Linked DNA regions of Mus musculus: all the other regions are linked to region 3. Evidence: chromatin contacts called from public HiCAR-type data. All regions are on one chromosome and are shown on one strand. Each heading gives the region's core, a stretch centred on a gene start, on an enhancer-like site or on the middle of the called end of the contact. The rest is flanking DNA. Distances are from core to core; before and after follow the strand shown. Region 1 holds the start of Pgap1 (post-GPI attachment to proteins 1). Region 2 holds the start of Ccdc150 (coiled-coil domain containing 150). Region 3 holds the start of Hibch (3-hydroxyisobutyryl-Coenzyme A hydrolase).

Region 1 (3,385 bases), core at 756-3,255, 1.7 Mb before region 3:
TGTCTTCTAGTATCTAGTTCTAACATACTTTTCACTAGCATTGGGATTGTCAAAGATTATGGGGACTTTTGAAGTTGTACTAAATGTATCTGTATCATGAGATGGCTAGGATCCTAGAAGGTAATTGTTTAATAGTAACACTGACTGTCAGGTTGACAAGGGGTAGAGTTGTGAAGAAGGTTAATTTTGTCAACTGAATGGGATTTACAAAGACCTTGGAGACAAATCTGGAGACATGTCTGGGAGTGATTTTCTAGATTAAGTTAACTAAAATAGAAAAAAAACTCACCCTAACTTCCAAACCAGATAAAAATGGAAAGAGGGAGCTGAGCCCTAACATGCACCTCTCTTTGCTTCCTGTCTACAGCTGAAAACTGACCTGCTGCCTCAGGCTCTGCTGCCATAAATACCCTGCCACAATGGACGATATGTTGGAATTGTGAGCCAAAACAAACCTTTCCTTAAGTTGTTTGTCCCAGGGTATCATCACAGCATAGGACAAATAACTCCTATACCAAGGGGCACACCACAACATCCAAAACATACATGGTATGCCTTAAATGCTTATTAGCTAACTATTGCCCTGCTACTCAGTATTACCCAGACTTTCCTGGCCCTTCCAAATCTACCTCCATACCTCAAAGCAGCTCACCAGTCCATTTTCCCAGTCCTCTCTTTACAAATAGTCCGTATCTTGTAGCTAGGTGTATTTGCTTAGATATCCAAGTGTTTCTGTCTAGGGTTAAAAAAATTGTTACCCTTTTACCTTTGGATTGTAGCTTCTTGATGTGAATAGCAGGGTTTTGTATAAGATAAACAATTAGCTTCCTTTTCGGTCTTGAAATTCTTTGATTTCATGCATCCTATCCAGCTTTCCTCAAAATATTTGCTAGAAAATTAATCTAATAAAATAAAATTGAGTCAGTGCCAAAGATCATTCTAAGTAAAATTCTGAAGTTAGCAGCACGCACGCACGTGCACACACACACGCACACACACACACACACACACACACACACACAAAACTCATCTGCTGTCTGGTTAGCTTTAAGGGCTGACACCTCATAACATTTCAGCGTTTCGAAGCTGTTACAAGTATTATCAATGGGTTTAATTTGCTTTTTTAAAACCCCTTCCTTTGTGTAAAGACAAATGGAAATTCTTCAAAATGAACTAAGTTATGAGAAAGAGTGGAAGCTTGAGCAAAATTCTCTTCTAACGTCATTGTGGAACCAGTCCCCAGAGACATGGGGGACTTGGAGAGCACCTCAAGTCAGTGCCGACCTGGTCCTGCAGGTACCAACTGGGAACATCATGTTGGTAGGTATTTTTATATTGTTTTTTTTTTTTTTAGACTTCGTCTGATTAAGGCTTCCACCAAGAACAGGATTTCCTTTGACTGTCGTGTGTTTTGTTTCAATGAGCAGGTGTTGTTACTACCTACAGGGCCCAAGTCGGTGGTCTAAGAGGAAGGGGGAAAGCCATTTGTCTCTTCTGGAATCAAGCTAGTTGGTCCTTGAAGCGAAATTGCGGAGGCCCGAGATGGTTCAAAATTGAACAGGATGGGGTTTGAAACTGTTGCAGGGGAAGGTGTGCGTGACAGCCACCTGACACGCCTTTGATGTGCCGCCTCTCTTGGCCAGTTAGCTCTGAATCTCTAACAGTCTCTGGACTCTAGGGCGTTATCCTTGCCCCTGGCCAATTCCTGCGGTACCCACCCGGCCATTCCCTCTCCTGCCTCTGGGATCCCGCGCTCCCATCCCCCTCTCCCTTTCTTCCTCCACTCCCCGTCCCCCCGCCCCTCTCGCCCCCTCCCTTTTCTCTCCATGCCCTCCAGCCCAGCCCACTCCGCTTTCTCATTCCATTTTTTAGGCACACAATCTCGCTCACGCTGCAAACGCCCACAGCCCCCTCCTCCGTGGGCGGCACCGCGGGCCGGCTGCTCGCAGTTGCGCAGGCGCGCTGAGCGGCAGGCGAAGGGGAGGGGGTGCTGGCGGGCTCCGCGCAGGCGCGCGCTGCTCAGCTGGGCACGGCTTGGCACCGGAGTCTTTCCCTCGCTCTGTCTAGGCTGCCGAGCTTCTCCTGGTGTAGAGGCGCTCGTCTGCACCATGTTTCTCCACTCAGTCAACCTCTGGAATCTGGCGTTCTATGTCTTCATGGTGTTTCTGGCGACCCTGGGGCTGTGGGATGTCTTCTTCGGCTTCGAGGAAAACAAGTGCAGCATGAGCTACATGTTCGAGTACCCCGAGTACCAGGTACGGCCCTCCCTTACCTGCGCGCCCACACCTCCCGGGCTTCTCTCGGGCTCAGATGGAACGCTCCGACTCGGAGCTCTCCTGGCACTCGAAGTCTCCTGCTTCGTGCTGGGCAGGGCATCCTCGCCTCCGCGACCCCTCGTCCCCCACCCAGACTCCGGACCCCGACTTCTGACCGCCAGAGAGCCAGCTCTGGTCCCTCTCCCCAATCCTTATACTTCCCGGACCCTCCTTTGCTTGCAAGGAGATGATTTCTCTTCGCGCCCAGTGATGGGCGTGCGTCAGATTTCGCTTTTCTGGAAAGAAGCAGCGTCTTGCAGAGTTGCCAAAGCTGATTTAAAAAAGAGGCTCTGAGGTTTTACCTCTGGGTGAAGTGACAGACTGGCCTGATTAATAATTAAACTGAAAACTATCTAGTTTTCCTCCGGTGGAGAATTTTGCCGATCCACCTGTTCTGTAGGTTTTGAGTCCGTGGGTGTGTGAGTGTGCGTACCTGTGTTTTCGCATGCCTCTGAACAGTCAGTGACCTGCATAATCGATTACGATATCTGTTATAATCGGTTGCATGTACATTCTGGTGTTATTTTGTCTTCTCACTGGGTTTAACAGGATCTGCCTCCTCTTTCATCGCCCCCCCCCACCTCCTCTGTTCTAATTTGAATGCTTTCATTAATTGCTTCATTTGTTCCGCGTAGTAGAATCTAAAATTTCATTCATGACCAGCAGTAGAAAGAGATGATAACAAATTACACAGCTGTCAGGAGAAATTCCCTTTGGTGATATTTTTCTTGAGATTTCTAAATGAATCTAAATTTTGGAATATCTATTATAATAACTCCTATAAAATATGCATAATACATTTTGATAAGGTGCATTCTTAGTATACTTTTAGGATCATAGCAGATTTTTTTTTCTGTCGATAAAGAATGAAAATCAGGATTGAGTCTGTGTACAGGTCCTTATAGAGGGAGCCTGTTTGATGCTCTCTTATTTACATTTAAAAACTGAAGTTTAAGTTGCTGAGGAGCAAGCATCCTTTCCCATGGATATTTTCTAGTAGATGAGTTCCTACCTTGATTTTGCATCAGTGGTTATGAGGGAAAGTGAACACTGCATTTCAGATGCTTTTG
Region 2 (3,853 bases), core at 1,070-3,569, 1.4 Mb before region 3:
GGAGGACCTGAGTCCAGTTCCCAGGACTGATGGTGATAGGCCCAGGTTTAACTTCATGCTTGCACTATTTGCTGAAGATGAAGATGTTGCTTTTCACCAGCATTTGCTTTTAGCATCTTTGTAAAATACTAAGCGCCTGAAATGCTGTGTACTCATGTTTGGTTCCTCTGTGTCAGTTTTTATACCAGTACCATACATGTTGTTTTTATTACCACAGCTATGTGATGAATCTTAACATCTGGAACTGTTACCCTCCAGCAATGTTCTCTTTTGCTTAGGATTGTTTGGGTTCTCTGGGATCATTTGTGAGTCCATATGAGTTTTAGAATAGTTTTTTTTTTTTCTTCTATTTCTCTGAAGAGTGAGATGAGGGTTTTGGTTGGGATTTCATTGAATCTGTAAATCGCTTTCTGAAAAATGGTCATTTATGTGGAAAAAAAAATGCCACAAAATGGCCCAGTTTGGTGGTTTCATGATGCCATAGCTTATGCAGGCCAAATTGGTAAGCTCCAGGCTTAGTGAGAGGTCCTATCTCAAAATAATGTAAGGAGTGTTCAGGAAAGACCTGCATGTAGACGCAAACAAATAGACACAAAGACATATACACCTATGCATACGAGTGCACACACACACACACAGAGGGGAAGAGAAAGGAAGAAAAGGGAAGAGGGAAAAAAATGGGGGGGGGGGGAGGTCAGGGGAGGGAAAGGGAGAATGAGAAAGCTATGCTTCTGAGTCAAAAAGTAAAGACAGAAGACAAGCCTGTCCACGGGAGTGCACGAGGAGTTACCCAGGTCGCTGGAGTAAGGCCTCTCCAGAGACCAGTGTTAAGGGCAAATTTTTGGCTGGTGTCAGAACCAGAAAAAGGGAGAAAGGAGGCAGCAAAAGAAAAAAGCTGCCTTTCTGGGATCTCAAAAAACACACAAGCTTACCAGGAAGGGTCTGCTAAGGAAGGAATACATAAATGCATCTCATTACGGTTTATTTATTTACTTATTTTAGGTTTGAGGCAGGGTCTTGTGTAGCTCAAGCTTCCCTCAAACTCGATGTGAGGATGACTTTAAACTTCTCCTCAGGTCTCTACCTCCCAAGGCTAGAATTACAGGCACACACTACCAAATGGTCTTGGCAGGCACTCCGCTGTGCAATAACCCAGGTTCCTCCCATCTTAGGTCTTGTATGTTCCTTTCTACCTTCTGGCTTCAGTTCTCTCTCTTCAGATGACAAAATAGAATTTAGTCCTATGCAGGTGAAGTGCCTGCTTGTCTTCATCAAACCATGGACCAAGTCGTGTGCAAAAGGGGTTATTGGCATTAATCGTACTATGGCATTTGTAGCATAGACTGAGAGACACCACATTTGTATTCATGTCTCTAAAGGGTTTCTAGATATCTGCTGTCAGCATCAGAATGGATCTTACTGTCGCGGAGCATGCAATTTCTGTCGGAGGAAGGAAACGGGTGTGTGTTATGTCCCAAATGGTGCCTGGAAAGCAGCTAGTTTAAAATAGCCCTTTATTTGTCCCTGTGTATAATTCCCTAGCACGGGGGAAGTCCACAAACCAACCAACCAACCAACCAACAAAACCCCAAGAATCTGTGTTTGACCCACGTTGATTCACGTAGGGTTACAATCCTTTTGTTGGTGTTGTTGAGCCTAGCATAGTATCTTGGCTGTTGTGGGTGCCAAACACGACAATACTTAACAAACATCTATCTCCGCTCAAGCAAGAAACAGTGTACAAATACAAATGGAGACGCCTCACGTCCAGGAAGCAAACCAGGGAGGATAACAAGTGGCAGAAAACCATGCCTTAATGTTGAAAAAGCCTTCGCCAGGAACCTTCAACTAACTGTATACCTAAATGGGGAACAGCAACTAAAGTAGAGGTCTCAGCGGCTGGCCACCCTTCTGCAGCTGTGGTCCAACCAAGGCCAACTTAACCTGGCTTGTTTTCACAGCCAGGCAGGGTGCTGAAGCAAGGTAAACCGAGGCTCTAGAGGTCTCCAGGGCCGGACTGGACTCGGGCTGGGAGGGAAAGGAACCTTGTTCTGAGGCGTGGTCTCTCCCCCTAAGCCGCCCACCTCAGTTTCCTGTGTGGGCCCGGCAGCCTCACCCCTGATTCATCCAACAGCCCGTAGCTCGGTCCTCCAGGCAGCAAGTTTGTTTCCATGGAACTAAAACAGCTCTTTAAACCAACCCGCTCGCCAGCAGGGTTGCTCCGGCACGCAGGCGCACCCGAGGTGAGGCATGCCGGGAAGTGTAGTTTTCCCGGCCCAGCAGGGCCCTCCACTTGGGGAGGGACCCTGGCCGGAATCCCTCAGTGCTCCGGGAAACGCGAGACCACGTGACCCGGATGACGCCAAACTCCATTGTGTTTCCAGCAGAGCACGCTGGGAAACGTAGTTGCTGCCCTCTCCTCGATTGGGTCGGCTTTGCCCTAATTACTAGGCGCACCCTGCAGGAAGCAAGAAGAGGCCAAGATCAGATGTTTTCAGTTGTTGGAGAACCAGAGGACCAAATAACGTATGAACTATGAGAAACTAACAAATATTTTGTTAATGAACACAAGAATGTAAAAAAAATCAGCTCGTTCTTGTCAAAAGAATCCACTCGGTCCTCTTTCATAACGATCAGGTAGAGAGTAAGCCACGCAGACGCTACTCTCTAGTCTTCTGTCTCTTCAGCGTAGATTTTGATTCCTTGTTGACAGGTAAACGAAGCCGGTGGAAAGGGAGGAAGGAAGGGAAAGAAGGGAAAAGCCGGGGAAGGAGAAAAAAGGTGTCATGTTTTTCAGTTTTGCCTTAAAAGTGTTTACACTTCGTGAAAACCCTCCTATAGTTAAGAACGTGGTATTCAACTTCACCTGAGTTTCAGGACACAGGACCAAATGATTGGTACCCCACACAGGGCAATCAAAGCTCTTCCTTCTGGCTGAGGGAATAAACCTGATAAACCTAGTCTGAGAGTTGAGTCTGAGAGTTGTCACTTCGCAGGTGTCTTGACAGAAATGCTATTCTGATTCTTTTGGTGACTGGGGCCTCCTGAGCAGGGGGGAGGATACCTGCCCATTGAGCCACAGCTGTTAAGACATTCATAAGACTGTGAATGACCCATGAAAAGAAATGCCTTTGTTCAAAAACAACTTTAAACATAAAAATGAAAACGCATTAGTGCAAAAAAAAAAAAAAAAAAAAAAAAAGCTGGTAATTTTCAGTGTATATATGATTTCACTTCCATTCAACAAGATTTTTCTGTAGAACAGATGAAGGACACATGTATGCACTCCCCAGAAAAGCCTCAGGCTTTGGTGAGATGAGAAAATTCACAAGCTCACGTCTCCCGATTAGGCAGTAGTCAGAGAGTTAAACTGAATTAAGTCGGTGCCTTTCACTTCTTGTGTCCATCACCTGGCAAGTAAGAATTTAGGTCAAACAATTGCAAAGTTGGAGAAATGGATTTAAAATTTTCAATATTGATAATAAATTTATCAGCTAGAGATTCGGTTTCTCTTTAATTGAAAATTCATCACATTCAACATCTAATTTTGTGGTTGGTTTGGGTGGATATTTTTGTTTATTTGTTTGTTGGGTTTTTACTTTTTGAGAGTCATGTTAATATAGTCTAGGTTGGCCTTGAACTCAAGAAAATTCTCCTGTTTCAACCTCCTGAATGATAGTTTCAAACATATATTGCCATACTCTGCTTCTAATGTTGTCTTTGAAGAGACTAGACACACTTTATTTTTTTTGATCTCCCTCCAAATTTTCAACTAATTTTAAAATGTTGACTTGTGCTCGCTTCGGCAGCACATATACTAAAATTGGAACGATACAGAGAAGATTAGCATGGC
Region 3 (3,707 bases), core at 1,013-3,512:
GAGAGAGAGATTGATGGTAAGTGTAGGTCATTAAACTAAAACAGGACCATGAGAGCAGAAAAGGATCTCTTAAGGGAAGGCTACAGGATGGTAGGGAGGGAATGAGAGTAAAAGACCAAAGTGCCATGAAGCAGAAGAGCTAGGGAGTAGAGGAGGAGGGCTGACCAGCACACTGACAGCCAGGGGAGGAGAGTGGGGATAGAACCAACAACAGAAACACAGAAACAGTGTGTACAGAACTGCCACAATGAAACTCATAGCTTAGTATCCAACAAAAGACAAAAATGAGTGATAGAGATCATTTAGAGATCTAGCTGACATATAATTGAATTCAATTGCATTTGAAGTACAATTGAAGCATTCGGCATAGGACTCAGAATAATCAACTATACAATACATTTGAAAGTTCTCTTCTTAAAGAAATGCTGTTGAGACAGAGAAAACCACCCAACTGCTAAACTGGCACTGCAATGTTAGGAACACAGGACAGCACCAGAGGAGCAAAGGAAGGCTAAGTTCAATGGCATTAGCCAATCACATCAACCAAGGCACACCCGCCCCTTTCCTTCCAGAAACTCTCCGGATCTCCCTCCAGGTTTGTGGAATCCGCTCCTCTTGACTGCATGACCTTGTCTCCAATCCCTTTTGCTATCCCAGGACTGGATCTAGGAAAGGGAGACCTCAGATCAGTACTGTCCAATTTGGTCCTGGCACTTTACATGTTGAAATGTGGAGTGAAATAGGGACAAGCTGAACCACAGTAATGACAGAATCTTTCTAGATGAAGTTAACTTTGTTAATATACATGCCTCTAAATTATTGTTCCCAAATAATTTAGAATTTGCCATCATCAAGAAGCAACAACAATGATTATGTGAGCAGATGCTATTATTCACCACAAAAGAAAAAAGAGAAGCAAGGCAACTTCTACATGTAACAAAAATACCTGAGTATCGTTGGTGCTTTCTGCTAAAAAGGCACTATTCTTTTTAAGATGTTTTGTTTTGTTCTGTTTTTTGAGACAGGACTTCTCTGTGTAGCCTTGGCTATCCTGGAACTCACTCTATAGACCAGGCTGGCCTTGAACTTAGAAATCCCTGCCTCTATCTCCCAAGTACTGGGATTCAAGGCGTGCGCCACCATGCGCGGCTTAAGATGTGTTTTTAACTATGTATATATGTATGCCCATGTAAGTACAAGTGTCCAATGGATCCAGAAGAAACTATCAGATTCCTTGGAGACGGAGTTAAAGGTAGTTATGAGCCACACGGGAAGCAGAACTTTGTCCTCTTAGCCAGTCCTTTAAGAGCAGTATAGGCTCTTAAAACCGCGGAACCATCTCCCTAACTCCACTGGTAACTACTCATTTAGAACTAAGAAACATTCTATGCCTTTGCAGGAACCTTCCACAACAGACTGTAAGGCATAAGAAACGTGCAGACGGAACAAGGGTGCGTTCCACGTCTGAGATGCTCCTAGACTGCACAGATGTCTAACAGCACACATTTCATCGCCCAAAAGTACTTCAGTGAAGAGTTCCACAGGGGGGAAATTGAAGTTTTTGCGTATGGTACTGGGGAAAAGGAATTACACTAGCCAAAGCTCCTAAAATGGGTGCTACCACATTTCCTTCTGCCAAGGTCCGATTGCAGTGAGAGACACTCTTAGAAAGTTAATATCTGCACTGCTCCGGTCAAGCCACGCTAAATGGTCACAACATTATTCTGTGAGTTCCAATTGCCTGCGCTGCTACTACTGCTAGCTGAAATAATCAAGTTCCTTACCCGGAGCCCAGGTACACAACCTGTCATTTCTGTGTGACTTAAGAAAATACCCTACACAGTAAATCAGGTGGCACGTCCCCACACAGCGCCCAGTTCCAAGAAAGAAAATAAATAGGAGACAAACGGAGGGGGGAGAAAGTTGTGGGACGTCAAGGCCTAACAGATGCTAGAGGACGGAAAATGAAGGTGCTGTTGCAAGAAAAAGAGCAAAGTCAGAGGACGCATGTCGTTGCGATCGCCGCTGAGGTCGCCGCGGGGCAGCAAAGCAGAGGCTGCCATACAAAGGCGACTAGATCTGCGAGACCTGCGGGGACACTTGTGAGCCTTTTCCCCCAAGCCGGCCCTTAGCTCTGCCTTGCTCACCAACTCACCTCGACAGGAGCCGCCACGCATATGGCTGCCCCATGGCCTAAAAACCCAAGAGCAGAAGAAGCAGAGTGTAGTGGTTCCACCGGCTCTGGTAGTTAGACCCGCCCACAGCCCCGCCCACAGCCGATGAGAGCAGAGGAGAGCCGGGGTCACTGATGACAAGTCCTCCGGTGGGCCAGAGCGGCCCAACGCCTACACTTCCGCTGCGCTACGCTCACGGGCCCGGCCGGGCGGGGCGGGGCGGGGCAAAACAGGAGCAGTTAGGAAACCAGCAAGAGCAGTGGGCAGGGCCACACTAGACAGGGCCAGGCCGGGTAAAGGTGGGGCGGGTCCTGGCTAGGGGCGTTAACTAGTGAGGGGAGGAGGAAGAGGAGGAGCCAAGACGAAAGCTGAGAGGTGAGTAACCAAAGCAAAGAGAAAAGTAGAAAAACTTATTTATAATAGCCAGAAGCTGGAAAGAAGCCAGATGTCCTTCAACAGAGGAATGGAGATAGAAAATGTAGTACATTTACACAATGGAGTACTACTCCGCCATTAAAAACAATGACTTCATGAAATTCTTAGGCAAATGGATGGAACTAGAAAGTATCAATCCTGAGTAAGGTGACCCAATCACAAAAGAACACACAGTATGGATATGAGCCCAAAGGCTCGGCAAGATACAATTCACCGACCACAAGAAGCTCAAGAAGAAGGAAGACCAAAGTGTGGGTGCTTTGGTCCTTCTTAGAAGAGGAAATAAAATACCCACAGGAGGAAATACAGAGGCAAGTGTGGAGCAGAGACTGAAGGCAAGGCCATCCAGAGAATGCCCCACCTGGGGATCCATTCCATATATAGTCACCAAACCCAGAGACTTTTTATTGTAGGTGCCAACAAGTGCTTGCTGACAGGCGCCTGATACAGCTATCTCCAGAGAGGCTCTGTCAGAGCCTGACAAAGAGGTGGATGCTCACAGTCAACTATTGGACTGAGCACAGGGTCTCCAATGGAGGAGTTAAAGAAAGGAATGAAGGAGCTGAATTGGTTTGCAACTCCATAGGACAAACAACAATATCAACCAACCAGAACCCCCAGAGCTCCCAGGGACTAAACCACCAACCAAAGAGTACACATGGAGGGACCCATGGCTCCAGGTGCATATGTAGCAGATGATGGCCTTGTCAGGCATCAATGGGAGGAGAGGCCCTTGGTCCTGTGAAGGCTGGATGCCCCAGTGTAGGGGAATGCCAGGATGGGGAAGCCAGAGAGGGGGGTTGGTTGGTTGGGGGAGCATTGTCACAGAAGCAGGGGGAAGGGGGAGGGGATAGGAGGTTTCCATAGGAGAAGGAAAGGAAGAGAGGGGATAACATTTGAAATGTAAATAAAGAAAATATCTAATAAGAAATTTCAAAAACCTTTAAATATAATTTTTTTACTACCACATTTAATGTAAAAAGATTGCATTGCCTTTTCTTTGTAATATTGAGAAACAATAAATACGGTAGTGGTTTTTACTTTAAAAAATGGAAAGGAAAGGAGTTTGCTCCCTAGACTAGGCTGTCTTGAAATGCC

The links. HiCAR-type assays count read pairs that join an accessible place to other places.
Region 1: a HiCAR-type map of astrocytes shows a contact between it and region 3, with 4 times the contacts expected there. The contact joins the promoter of Pgap1 here to the promoter of Hibch in region 3.
Region 2: a contact with region 3 is called in a HiCAR-type map of astrocytes, with 2.9 times the contacts expected there. The contact joins the promoter of Ccdc150 here to the promoter of Hibch in region 3. A contact is called at or near these places in 2 of 39 promoter capture datasets (hippocampal neurons and liver) and 1 of 115 datasets of contacts at active chromatin or transcription factors (astrocytes).

What each region holds. Positions count from the first base shown.
Region 1 is chr1:54,556,304-54,559,688 of GRCm38.p6, reverse strand. Pgap1 (post-GPI attachment to proteins 1) reads left to right here and starts at 2,005. Exons shown (of 27, transcript NM_001163314.2): 1 at 2,005-2,255. The coding sequence starts at 2,109.
Region 2 is chr1:54,249,149-54,253,001 of GRCm38.p6, reverse strand. It overlaps Ccdc150 (coiled-coil domain containing 150), which reads right to left and starts at 2,319. Exons shown (of 28, transcript NM_030025.2): 1 at 2,117-2,319. The coding sequence starts at 2,173. It overlaps Gm51622 (a long non-coding RNA gene), which reads left to right and starts at 2,389. Exons shown (of 3, transcript XR_003947818.1): 1 at 2,389-2,713. It overlaps Gm25829 (a small nuclear RNA gene), which reads left to right and starts at 3,794; the gene lies at 3,794-3,853.
Region 3 is chr1:52,843,593-52,847,299 of GRCm38.p6, reverse strand. It overlaps Hibch (3-hydroxyisobutyryl-Coenzyme A hydrolase), which reads right to left and starts at 2,262. Exons shown (of 14, transcript NM_146108.2): 1 at 2,156-2,262. The coding sequence starts at 2,190.